Linked DNA regions of Danio rerio: region 1 is linked to region 2. The links are chromatin contacts, called in public HiChIP or PLAC-seq maps. All regions are on one chromosome and are shown on one strand. The core of a region is the stretch at or near the end of the contact, and the rest is flanking DNA. Distances in the headings are between cores, read along the strand shown.

Region 1 (6,723 bases), core at 1,031-3,530, 250 kb after region 2:
AACAGCCCCTAGAACGGAAACCCTCAATCCTGCGGCCCACTGGCTGAGAATCACACGGCTCCATCATTACAGGCTGCTCGTCACTATCATCGGACTCTTCATTGTCTCTGCTGCAACTGCTTTTCTTCTTCTTCCTTAGTGAGCGGCGTCTAACGTCACGGTTGTTGTGAGCTAGCGCAGCAGGGCTGTCCTCCTCACTGCCTGAAGACCTTCCTCTCAACTTAGCCCTGGTGCCATGCTTGTTTTGTGGGAACTTTCCGCCTGTCCGTCCGCTTAGCTCCTCTTCTCCTGAGCTCAGAGCAATGGCTAGCTCCACGGAGGGCCCTGTCTGTGGTTTAGAGGAGTTATGCAAGGAATGTGAGCTATCCAGTGGCTGTGGCTGCTCTGCCCTCTGTCTCTGCTCCTGCCAACGGTGAGACCTGAGGGGCAAAGCGGTCGTTCTACCAGCAGGAGTTGAACCGCAATTAAAAATCTCACAGGAATGGCTTTCAGCACTTAAAGTTTGGAAGTCAGAGATCGAATAGTCCTCATACAATGCACTGTTGTCATAATGAGAGCTGTTTGTATCTTGCCAGGCTCCCCTCGGCTGGTGGGGGAATGGTTTGTCACTTTTGTCTGGAGTTGAGAGGCCCTCTTTAGCGTCGAAATGCTGTAGCTGTTGACAGGCTGATTTCAAGTCATCCGCATCTGAAGTCGATCTATGCTGCTTTCTGCGTCCATCCCCAAATAGTTCTCTAATTTTAGTAACGCTAGGCCAGTTCGCATCAACATGAATAGTCTCTCCATATGATGGATGATAGCAACGACGAGAATTACATGTTGGGCTCCCTAAGACAAAAACACATTGTGTGGTTAACAATTCATTTGATTAAAAAAAAATGTGTATAATAAGTGTATTTAAATTAGGGGTAAGGTTGGTTTACATTTGCACATCGAGTCTTCGTCCTTAATATTTTATTTTCAGACAAGAATTCTTGAAATGAAATCATATTAGCAGCCAAAGACTATCAACAAGATTGTTCACATTCAATTAAATAGAGCTAATGTTGTTTTGAATGATACGTGCAAGCTATTTTCCAACGAATATTCAAAGTAACATGGTAAACAATATAGAGACCATGTCACAAGTTGTCACTGAACGAATGTGGGATTATAAAACCAACTTTACTTCAATAAATTAAGCTAATACCAGTGGCTATCACATGCAAAGCTATCCGTCAGAATGTTCACTGCAAAGCGTTTAATGTATACACTAATTTAAACAGATGAGCAAACTTAAATCAAACGATTTAAAAACAAAGTATCTTACCTGTGCTCGTGCCTCCCACAGTCTTCCAGAGCCTGTGTTTATCTCCTCTGTCCGAATCCGACCCTGACACCGACTCTTGAGCCGAGCTATATCTAACAGTCTCCTTGAGTTTCTCGGTCGCAGACTCCGAAAACTCCTCGGATAGGCAGCCGCTCTCGCTCAAAGACAAATCTTCGGCGCTTTTTGTGTTTTTAACGCCTCCAGTGTTGATTAATGAGCTCTGCGTGCCGGTTGTGCTCGAGTTAAACTTCTCGGAGAGCTGCCGAACCGATGGAGATATTCCAGGAGAGGCTTTCTTGAGGTCTGCGGTCGAGAGGCTGGCCGCTGAGATTTTGGAAACTTTTCTGGATACAGTAACAGCGTGCGTCGCCTGTGATGGCTGCGCGCTGTGCTCTGGGGGAAGGGCACCGCACCTATCCAAATCCTCTCCAAATGATCTGCGCTTCTTGGCGCTCCAGCTCTCCAACTTTTTAAAAGAGACGCTTCTATATACAGGCGCTTTTCTCTCAGTCTCCCTTTCAGCCATCGCGATGCCTGTCCTCCCACTTGTCTATTCTCTTAGTTCATTGATAAATAGTCCAAACTTTTCTTCTCCTCCTTTTTCCGTGCTCGCCTTTACCCCCCCTGAAAACAACTCACAATGCCCCCATTTAACCACAAAAGTTGCTTGGCAGTGTTTCCCGCAGAGGAATACAAAAAAATTGGTCACGAACAACAGATGATTGTTTAGTAAAACAGTTATACATCCAGACCTTTGCGCATGTTTGCCTCCCTCATCCATGCATTCAGAAAGGGCTCAAAGTTTGAGAAAACTCCCAAGTGTTTCAGCCCAAAACACACTAGAGAAACGATTGAATGGTTTGCGTTTTCCAAAGTAAATCCCATTTCCTCCTCCGACTGTCTTCCTTCTGAAGCATGCTTTATTTCCAGCTTGAATAATAAGTGCGCTCGGTCTTATTTTTGGTCACAATTAAGGGTTTCCGTGACTTGTGGCTTTTTTTACATGCAGATAGTTGCTTGGATTGAGGGCGGGACTAAAGCATGGGGTCGGGGTTAGAGAGAGAGAAAGACCCCTGGGGAATATGAGGGGGGATCCAGCTTTTCCTCTTTCTGATGAGAGATAACGCTGACAGTATGAGTCAGTTTGTAAACGCGCAGTGGGAAAGCGCTGAACAAATGATCATCCTCGTTATCATTGCTGCGCTTTAGAAAGGCTCAGGCGCATGCGTTTAGTTGCTGCCTTTATAAACAAAAGCTCAGTTTTGTCTGCATAGTCTCCGTGAACTTGCTTTAACCGTAAAAACTTTTGCAGTTCTTTGTTTCGAGATTTTTTCCTCCCTTTTCTTCTTTTTCTTCGCCTGTCCAAGTGGCGTTTTAGTGGTATGGCTAGAGTGCGCTCTAGCGGTCATATTCATCTTCACTCCTGTTTGATTTACTCTTCTAACCATTTAATGTTTATGTCCACTAAAGTTTACTTTGGGTTCAGTTGGATTTTTAAAGGTTTTAAAACAAGCTTCTACTGCTCACCAAGGCTGCATTTATTTGATCAAAAATACAGTACAAATTGTAAAAGAGGGAAATTTCATTACACTATAAAACAACTGTTCAAAAATCTTTTATAATTTAATTTAATAATTTATTCCAGTGATTTTAAAGAGGAATCACTCCAGTCTTCATTCAAATGATCCTTTAGAAATCATTGTAATATTTATTTATTTTTTATTATTGTTGTTGTTGTTGTTTTTCTTAATATTATTCATTTTATAATTATTGTTATTATTATTATTATTATTATTATTATTATTATTATTATTAATTTTATGGTTCTTATTTTTGTCTTTTTATTATTAATTTTATTATTATTATTATTATTAATATTATTATTATTATTATTATTATTGTTATTATTATTATTATTAATATTATTATTATTATTATTATGAATAATTTTATGGTTCCTATTTTTTCATTTTATTATTATTTATATTATTATTATTAATTTTATTGTTCTTATTCTTATCATTCTTATTATTATTTGTTTAATTTTTTTATTATTAGCAATTTCATTGTTCTTCTACTTATTATTATTGTTATTAATAATAATTTTATTGTTCATATTCTTATTCTTCTTACTATTAATTTTATTATTATTATTATTATTAATGGTTATTGTAAAAAAAAAAAGCAATAATGACTGGAGTGATAATTTCATTTGAAAATACATACTACAAGTAATAAATACATTTAATAAATAAGTATTTAACAATTTACATTTCGTTAACGCCGCCATGATGAACAGAATAAATGCATTTAAATTATTAAATAATTAAAGAAACTGACCCTAAACGTTTGACCGGTAGTGTGTATAAAGATATATAAACTATTCCTATTTTCACTTAAAATTACATTAAACATGTTATTTAGTTCTGAAAAAAAAAACACTTATTATGATCAGCATTTATCATCATCATTTTTAATGCATTTATACATGTTTGAGAATTCCTTAAATATAGTTTGGCTTCTCTGCATGTAAATTACTTGAATTGTTGAAGTAATACTAGACACAACACAGGAACGGGTTGATTTATTTATTGAAAAAATCTAGAGGCCTGACAAAAGTCTTGTTGCCTTTCCAAGTTTTAGGAACAACAAATAATAACTTGACTTCTAGTTGATCATTTGGTATCAGAAGTGGCTCATATGAAAGGCAAAGGCCTCTAGATTACACTTAATTTACCAAAATACAATGTAATCAAGCCTTGATATGCACAAAGCATATGTCAAACTGAATGTTAAATGCCAAAAAATAATAATGAATTTAAGAAACCTTTCCTTGGTAAATCACGTCACCTAGTGGCCGTTCACTTCCCAAAATTCAAAACAACAAATTGAGTTATCTTATCAACATATTCATTCATTCATTGTCGTTTCAGCCTCATCCCTTTATTAATCAGGGGTCGCCACAGCGAAATGAATCGCCAACTTATCCAACATATGTTTTACGCAGCGGATGCCCTTCCAGCCGCAACCCATCACTGCGAGAATACACTCCCTTTCACACACAAACATTACGGCCAATTTAGCTTACCCAGTTATAGCGCAAGTCTCTGGATTGTGGAGAAAACCGGAGCACCCGGAAGAAACTCACATGAACACGGGGAGAACATGCAAACTCCACACAGAAATGCCAACGCACCCAGCCAAGGCTCGAACCAGCGACCTTCTTGCTGTGAGGAGCAAGAAGGTTGCAATATAATCCGCCATTATCGAAATATATTGCAAAAATAAATAAATAAAAGTCAACATTAGTCAATTTTCTGAAATTAATACATGTCAAAATAGCAACTTAAAGTTACTATTCCTACAGTAGCCTAGTAGTACGTCCACAATATTGTATGAACTCAACTAAAATATGGGCTGAGAAACACCAACACAAGGAGGACATGCAAACTCCACACAGAAATGCCATCTGAGCCACCAGGGACTCAAACCAGTGACCTTCTTGCTATAAGGCGAACCACTGAGCCACCGTGTCATCCCAATTTCCTATAACTTTAGATGAAATAAAAAGTGGACAATGTTTCAAGTGCAATTGTCTCTCCAAAAGGCTGATAATATATTTGACCAGAATTATTTTTATTTATAATTTAATATTTATTCATTTAAAAAAACATATATATTAGTATCTATTGTATATTTATTTACATAACAATTTTGGGTCACACTTTACAATAAGGTTCATTAGTTAATGTTAATTAATGCATTTACTAAGATGAACAAACAATGAACAATACATTTACTACAGTATTTGTTCATGTTAGTTAACGTTAGTTAATGAAAATACAGTAGTTCATTGTTAGTTCATGTTAACTCATGGTGCATTAACTAATGTTTACAAGCATGGACTTGTATGTTAATAATGCATTAGTAAATGTTCAATTATGATTAATAAATGCTGTACATCTGTTGTTCATGATTAGTTCATGTTAGTAAATGCATTAACTAATAAACCTTATTGTAAAGTGTTACCCAAAATTGAATATTTAATTGTGTATATTAACACTTACATTTTCTTATTCAACCTTTTCTTATTAAAATTGGTTTATTATGTATCTCTTCAAGGTTGAGATGAACAAAACAGTTATAACATATTGTATTTAAGAAAATAACAAATGTTTTTGAATGGAAATGATAAGTAAATGTTTGTTAATATAGCACCTTTCCCAGACATTGAGTCACAAAGTGCTTTACAATAAGAGAAATCAACTAATAAAACACATGACAATAAAAAAAAACATGCTAAAACATATTAAAACTAATTAAAAATCCAAATACAAAAACACTAATACTGTTAATTAAAAGCTTGATCAGAGTTCCAGAGAGAGAGTTCCAGAGCCGTGGGGCCACCACACAGAAAGCATGGTCACCCTTATTATGGCTCGTTTCCACTGACTGGTACAGTACGGTACGGTTTGGGTCGGTACGGGTCACCTTTATCAGGCTTGCGTCTCCACCACCAATGGTACCCTTTTGGTGGGCGTGGTGTATGACAGAAAGTTTCAATCGCTCCTGTTCAACCTTTACATGCTCCCACTAAGCCAAATAATGAGAAAGAACCAAATCTCCTACCACAGCTATGCTGATGACACTCAGATCTACCTAGCCTTACTGCCTAATGACTACAGCCCCATTGACACCCTCTGCCAATGCATTGATGAAATGAGCAATTGGATGTGCCAAAACTTTCTTCAGTTAAACAAAGAGAAAACTGAAATGATTGTGTTTGGAAACAGGGATGAGGTTCTCAAGGTAAATGCGTACCTTGGCACTAAAGGTCAAATGACAAAAAATAAGGTCAAGAATCTTGGTGTGACTCTGGAGTCAGATCTGAGTTTCAATAGTCATGTCAAAGCAGTCAGTAAATCAGCATACTATCATCTCAAAAACATAGCAAGAATCAGATTCTTTGTTTCTACTGAAGATTTAGAAAAACTTGTTCATGCTTTTATCAGCTGCAGGATGGATTACTGTAATGGACTCCTCACTGGTCTTCTCAAAAAGACAGTCAGACAGTTGCAGCTCATCCAGAACGCTGCAGCCAGAATTCTAACCAGAACCAGAAAATCAGAGCACATCACACCTGTACTCAGGTCTTTACACTGGCTGCCAGTTACATTCAGAATAGATTTTAAAGTATTATTACTGGTCTATAAATCACTAAATGGCCTAGGACCTAAATACATCACAGATATGGTCACTGAATACAAACCTAACAGATCACTCAGATCATTATGATCATATAAACTAGAAGTTCCAAGAATTCAGTCAAAGCAGGGTGAATCAGCTTTTAGCCACTACGCCCCTCACTGCTGGAATCAGCTTTCAGAAATGATCAGATGTGCTCCAACATTAGG
Region 2 (7,636 bases), core at 1,758-4,257:
GACTATATAAGGGTCACTTAAAGTAATTTTTCAAGTGCATGTTTGTTGAAAGCAACCTGTCTTCTAAACATATAGGTCATTGGTCACTTTTTTAAAATACAACCCATAGCAGCAATTTATAAATTATCACACCAACTGCAAATAAGACAAAACAATGCAACAACTCTGCATTTGTGTAGCTTAATTGGTAAAGCTGTTTACTATAGTAGCACATGCACTGGCAAATGTGTACCTTAAACAGGCTGTTGTGCTGTATATCCTCTACTAAATGATTAATCTAAAACTGAAAAAAATATGGGTATGGAAAATCCATCTTTGGGGTATAGTGATCTTAATGATCTACAACAGGGGTTACCAATCTCGTTCCTGGAGGTCCGGTGCCCTGCAGGGTTTAGCTCCAACTTGCCTCAACACACCTGCCTGGGTGTTTCAAGTATACCTAGTACACCTTTGCTGCGTCCCAATTCGAATACTTATACTACGCCCTAAAAGTATCCGGGAGACATCCGGTACACATTTAAAATGGTGGATTCATAATAATAAATTAAGAAAGTTATCATCAATCACAATACAAATTATAGTGAACTCCAAACCAACTCCCGTCTCCTCCGCTAGCTGTGGGAAAAGCCATTACAACGACACAGATTACTCTGCCTATTCATGCCAGAGTCCTGCGGAAAAAAGTGATTGACAGGTGGTCGTTTGTGTGTAACTTTATTAATTTATGGTTTGGTTATGGGCCAAGCAAAGACCATGGTAGTAAAAACAGTAGGCTACAATTAATTAATTCGTTATGAATTAATTGATATTTAACAACCACCACCCCCACCTATGACGACGATGCCATCGTCCATCGCGATGTTTCACATTAGACATCGTACAATGCCAAACTGGTCAACATCGCCCAACCCTACTGCACGATTAATCAAAAAAATATTGTGATCTCGATTTGACCCACCACATAATCTTAATATATCTTATATATATATATATATATATATATATATATATATACACTTCCAAATGGTGTTAAAAGAGTCAGATACTGTATTCATAATTATAAGCTATAATTCAATTTTAAGCAAAAACAAAACTATAACTCTCATTTAAGCCAGAATCATACAGCCCTACTTCCTATTATTAAAATACTCGGTAACACTTTATAATAACTACACACTATAAATCATTTATTAAGCATTAGCAAATAGTGAACTCATTATCTGTTAAGCATTAACTCTACATTAATAAACGTTAGTAAGCAGTTTATAACTGCAGCTGCAAATGCTCTATTCTTGACTTAAAAGCACCTATATAATGTGTTTAATAATTGTATTTTCATACTTTGTCAATGATTTATTTTTCATTACTAAATTAAGTATCAAATTATTTACAAACTGTTTGTATTTAAGAGTAGTTGAGGGTTTTCTGGACCATTCAGAATGAGTTAGTAAATGATTAATAAACTATTTGAAATCAACATTTATATTCCTTATTATTCAGGCTGTACTAATAGTTAACTAATATGTTAACAAATGCTTTATTAACTCAACTTCATGCAGTTTTGTGACCTAATCTAGAGGACTATTCATGCTTTATAAATGCCTTATAAATGACAAATAAAGGCTCAGTTAAACTCTAAACGGGAAAAAAAGACATTATTAATTTCTCTTCGTTTAAAGAGACACAAATGAAACTGTACTTTAAATTAAAAATAAATCTTTGCAACCTGATCTAAAATAGAATCACTGTAGAGTTTAAACATTATGTTAAATGTTAAATTATTATATTGTTGTTGTTTTATCCAGTTGGATGTCATATTTTGACACTCCTGTTATTCAGCAATGTTTAAACTTTACAGTAATTTCACTTTTTAGAAAGATTGCAAAGATTATCGTTTATTTGATTCTGAGCCTTTAAGTCATTTATAAAGCATGAATAGTCCTCACTTTAGATTAGGTCACAAAACTGCATGAAGTTGAGTTAATAAAGCATTTGTTAACATATTAGTTAACTATTAGTACAGCCTGAATAATAAGACATATAAATGTTGATTTCAATAGTTTATTAATCATTTACTAACTCATTCTGAATGATCCTAAAAACCCTCAGCTACTCTTAAATACAAACAGTTTGTAAATAATTTGATACTTAATTTAGTAATGAAAAATAAATCATTAACTAAGTATGAAAATACAATTATTAAACACATTATATAGGTGCTTATAAGTCAAGAATAGAGCATTTGCAGCTGCAGTTATAAACTGCTTACTAACGTTTATTAATGTATAGTTAATGCTTAACAGATAATGAGTTCAGTATTTGCTAATGCTTAATAAATGATTTATAGTGTGTAGTTATTATAAAGTGTTACCAAATACTCTTATTATAGATCCACTAAGCATCTAGTTTTTATTTTATTTATTTGCAAATTATGTTAGTTATTTGAAAGCACCAAACAAATTCAATTATAACCCCACTAGACCTTGCCCCTTTTTAATATCTCCAATGTTGCTACTAGACATAGCCCTTACTGATTGGCTGCAGATGGGTTTTCGGGTATCGCTCCAACACTGGGTTGAAAAAGGGTTTTCCAAAATTGTTAAATGCACCTTTAATATGGTCTGTAAACCAGGACTGTAACCACCATAGATATAATTAGAAATGCCCCATAACATTTTAAATGAATGCTGCTCAGCTTGTATTTATAATGACAAGACAACACTCATCAGTGTCAAATAGACTCCATGAGGACAGGGCTTACTATTTCATGAACTCAAACATGATGTTCACAGTGACACTTAACAATGGTAAATATGCAGGTAAAAGTAAAAAAAAAAAAAAAGGTAGATGCGGAACTAACATCATGTAGGCGCACTATACATTCATAACTATAATTACAATACACAGTGCTGTAATCCAGACTGATTTGGCTTTGATCTGACTGTCAACTTCTGGAGGTGGGTGGAGCTTAAGAGGGGCGTTCTGGAAACCTATCTCTATTGGAACTGATTGATAAACAATCTGAGTGACTGACTGATGCCCTGACCAATGAGGGCAAGCGGAGGTGTGTTTACATGGGAAGTACCGCCCACAATAAAGAAATGCAGCATGAACAGACAGAGGAAGAGCAGGATTGTGCAGGTATGAAGAGCGTGAGGGGACATTCCTGAAAATAACTGCCAAAAACACGTGAGTATGTGACTTATATTTTTCTAAATAAGTAGCTCACGTATATATTTTTTTAATTTATTGAATTGTGGGATGTATATTTCATTTTGCTATCAAGATTGAGTTCAATTTCGTGAAGATTCTTCTACTTGAACTGACTTAGAGTTAATGAATCATATACAACTCAAACGATTCATCCTAAAAGTACAGTCTATATGCATACTGCTGTATGTATGGGGTCTACAAATTTAAGACCACGAATCGTAAATCTTGACATCTTTGTTTACATTGAAAATATGAAAATAGTGTTGTGTTGAATATATAAACTGCTTGACTGGTGCATGTGTGCCTATACGCTGTGAATCTACATTTAATTAAGTTAGAAAAGACAAAATATCCATGTTTAATTCATAACTGTCTTGTTTAGCCTAAGTTTAGAATAAAAATACACTTTAAATATACTAAATGAAAAATTATTTTTAAATTTAGTGCATTTTCTGAATGATCAAGGTTGATTATTGTACACAAATCCAGGCATTATTCTAGTCTTTTAAAGTTATACGAAATATTCAGATGTTTTATCAGACTCCTGGCATTGAAGAGGTCGAACCTAACTACAGGATGCTTATAAAATGCTAATTTAAAACAGAAAATCTCAAACAGAAGTCTTTATGTAGACTTCATCTTATAGATTGAAAGTGTCTTGAGGCTTTTTGTGATATTAGCTGTTATCTGAACATCATTTGCCATTTGATGTTGAGAGGAAGTTCTCAGGAGATTTTAAGATACTTTGTGGCTTGATTGCTTGACTTCTGCTCTAATTTCTTATCAATCTAATGTGTTACTTTCTGGCATAACTGAGAGTGCTGTTGGTAGAGAGAGTTGGTTAGTCCATTTCTTTAAAAGCTCATTTGTTCGTCCCCTGAGTCTGACAGAAACATTATGAAGTTACTTTTTCTGCCCATTATAAACAGTGTTCCAGGAATATTTGTAGGTTATCATATGCATGACAGTATCAATATGGGTGTGTGGAGTTTGTAGATATTACCCACCTTTTAGAGAAAAACGTGCATGATCTAGGAGATGAGACTGTCTCCACAGTGATAACTTGTTCCATTTAACTTTTTTAACATGACAAATGTTATTAATTATATATGACAAGAGTAATTATTTTTTCCTCAATTTCTGTTTAATAAAGAGAAGATTTTTTCAACTGGTTTCAAAACATAATAGTTTTAATAACTCATCTCTAATAACTGATTTATTTTATCTTTGCCATGAGGACAGTAAATAATATTAGACTAGATATTTTTCAAGACACTTCTATACAGCTTAAAGAGACATTTAAAGGCTTAACTAGGTTAATTAGGTTAACTAGGCAGGTTAGGGTAATTAGGCAAGTTTTTTTATAATGATGGTTTGTTCTGTTCTGTTCTAAACTCCGGCGCAGAGTTGCGCCTCGCTTACACACTGCTTAATACGCACAAGAGAGCAATAGGCAAATATCTTTACATATGAAAAAAATTAAATATTAAGGATATATATAGGATATAATAAGAATAGATATAGAATATAAATATAAATGATTAAAATATTAGAAAACATATTATTTTCTAGCCTACATAAATATGAAAAATCACTGCTTTTATGTCTTCTTCATCTCGGGAGGCTTTTTCAGTTCATTCATAACAATTTGCTTTTGTATAATGTTATTATTATTAGCAGTATTATTTATTATATCCATATTTATATTTGTTTTATTAAAAACAAGCTTAGATTTGCCCACCTGTCAGGTTTTAGACCATATGGGGCACAGCATGTGTTTTAGGATATAACTCAGGTTTTTGAGCACACTTCGTTATTATTGTTCAATTATTCGTTTGCTGGAAATTAGAACTGAATTTAGAAATAGTTTTGAAACAAATATTTGCGCTTAAAAAACTAAATTAATTATTTATAGACTAATGGATGTCTGTGCGTAAAGGTTTCCCTATCCAAGAGCGAAAGTGAAAGTAGATCCATTATCTCTCATTCTCACGCAGTAGATGCTCTGTTTAACAGTTTTCTGTTAAAAAAGTGTAAACTGTTTGCTAGAGAAATCCTCAGTTTTTCCACTTAGATTTACTTTGAGTCCTGTAAATAGCGAATGCGCTTATGGCGTGACGCAGCTGGCTCTTAAAGGGAATTGGAGATGAGACTCTGATTGGTTTATTCTCAAAACACACCTATAACTCATTAAGAAAATAAACTCAACCCTTTTAGACCATGCGCCACTGCGCAAAGCGGATTTCCCGTCCTTAAATTAGCAAAAATGCGTTCTGACACGCCCTGAAAGCGTTTGTGCCCTGCGCTTTGCGCATGGACCGTCAAAATTGAGCCCTAAATTGGCCTGCATAAAACATATACTGGAATAGGTGGTTCATTCCACTTTGATAACCTCTGAAATAGAGACTAAGTGAAGGAAAATGAATGAATGATATGTTTTCTTTGTCTTAATCTCAGACAGATCTGGATCAGAATGGCAATGAACAACACCACTGTATCAACGAATGACATTGACATTTACCGTTGTACTTTAAAAGAAGACTTCAAGTACATTCTCCTCCCGGTGAGCTACAGTCTGGTGTTCGTGTTCGGCCTGGGACTGAACATCACCGCCATGTACGTCATCTTATTTCGAACCAAACACTGGAAGCCCAACACCATCTACATGATCAATCTCAACGCCTGTGACACGCTCTACATCCTCACCCTTCCGTTTCTCATCTACTACTACGCTGGTGCGAACGCATGGCCGTTTGGAGACCCGATGTGTAGATTCATTCGCTTTTTCTTCTACACAAACCTCTACGGAAGCATCCTGTTCCTCAGCTGCATCAGCGTACACAGATTCATAGGCGTCTGCCATCCGGTGCGGTCTTTATCCTGGATGAACGCCCGCCGTGCTCGTTGGATCTCGGTGGGAATATGGCTGATCATACTTATCTTACAGACCCCACTTCTTTATTTCTCCAGGACGAGACTTAATGATGAAGTTCTGGTCTGTCACGACACCACTATCAAGGAGCTCTTCGATGATTTTCTGGTCTACAGCTCGGTGGTGATGCTCCTGCTCTTTGTCCTGCCGTTTGGGGTCGTGTTAGTCTGCAATTTCCTCATAGTAAAAAAACTTCGTGAGCCAGGTGTCGGCGATGCTCCAACATCACAGCGATCCAAGCAGAAGTCGGTGAAGATGATCATCATTGTGCTTGTGGCGTTCATGCTGTGCTTCTTACCCTTCCATGTGAACCGCAGTGTATACTACACCCTCCGCTACCTGGATCAAGCAAATTGCACCGTAATACGGCTTTCCAATAATGTCTACAAGGCCACACGACCTCTGGTTAGTTTCAACAGCTGCATTGACCCTATCCTCTACTTCATGGCAGGACAGAGCTTCAGAAAAAGCATCAAAAAGACATCAAGCCAACGCTATGATAAATCCATGTCAACATACTGAAACTACTTTGAAATAGATTAGTCATGCTACCAAACGTTTCCCTGCTGAAAAATCCAGCTTAAACCAGCCTAGGCTGGTTGGCTGGTTTTAGCTGGTCGTCCAGCCTGGTTTTAGAAGGGTTTTGGCCACTTCCAGGCTGGTTTCTAGCCATTTCCAGTCTGGTCAGGCTGGAAAATGACCAGCTTAATCCAGCTAAAACCAGCTTGACCAGCCTGGTTTAAGCTGGACATAGCTGGTTTTGGCTGGACTCCCAGCCTGGCTAGGCTGGTCAAGCTGATTTTAGCTGGATTAAGCTGGTCATCTCTCAGCCTGACCAGCTAAGACCAGGCTGAAAACCAACCTGGAAATGGCCAAAACCCCTCTAAAACCAGGCTGGACGACCAGCTGAAACCAGCCAAGCATCCTAGGCTGGTTTAAGCTGGATTTTTCTGTATGGTTATGATTAATCCTGACATTTCACACAATAACACTTAACATTGTTTTGCATGCATTTACAATTGAAACATGGTTGTGCTTACGGAAAGACAACTGATCTCTTCCTAGCCAATTTTCAAATACACACAAGCTTAATGTAATAATGCAGTAAGTTCACATAATGTTGGTCATGTCTGTAAATGTAAACAGATGCGGGAAAAAAGTGAAACAGAAGTTACAACACAACAGTAAGTCAACCCATCCAGGTCTATTGTGAGGGGACTTTAAAACTGAGCATATTAGGTGCACTGGAGGAACTTTTTCACCGTTTCTTGAAACTTAAATTGGGAACAATGCCATTCGGGGGTACTAAAGCTCTTAATTCAAAGCAGGGTCTAATCCGACATGATTGAAACTACAGTACCAGTGACGTACTGTAAAGCCGTGTTTCTCAACCGTGTTCCTGGAGGACCACCAACACTGCATGTTTTGGATGTCTCCTTTGTCTGTCACACTCGTTACAGGTCTTTCAGTCTCTGCTAATAAGCTGATGAT

Evidence for each region. HiChIP or PLAC-seq counts read pairs in DNA pulled down with a chosen protein or histone mark.
Region 1: a contact with region 2 is called in an H3K4me3 HiChIP or PLAC-seq map of embryo, with 6 times the contacts expected there. The contact joins the promoter of arhgef17 here to the promoter of p2ry2.3 in region 2. A contact is called at or near these places in 2 of 18 Hi-C or Micro-C datasets (caudal fin and an unstated tissue) and 1 of 4 datasets of contacts at active chromatin or transcription factors (embryo).

The regions. Positions count from the first base shown.
Region 1 is chr18:4,852,364-4,859,086 of GRCz12tu, forward strand. It overlaps arhgef17 (Rho guanine nucleotide exchange factor (GEF) 17), which reads right to left and starts at 2,281. Exons shown (of 22, transcript XR_012394155.1): 1 at 1,310-2,281; 2 at 1-828.
Region 2 is chr18:4,597,238-4,604,873 of GRCz12tu, forward strand. It overlaps p2ry2.3 (purinergic receptor P2Y2, tandem duplicate 3), which reads left to right and starts at 3,008. Exons shown (of 2, transcript XM_021467947.3): 1 at 3,008-3,189; 2 at 5,671-7,636. The coding sequence starts at 5,687. The coding sequence ends at 6,667. The region is part of intron 1 of LOC141378793 (a long non-coding RNA gene); the gene reads left to right. p2ry2.2 (purinergic receptor P2Y2, tandem duplicate 2) reads left to right here. Exons shown (of 2, transcript XM_073930180.1): 2 at 1-271.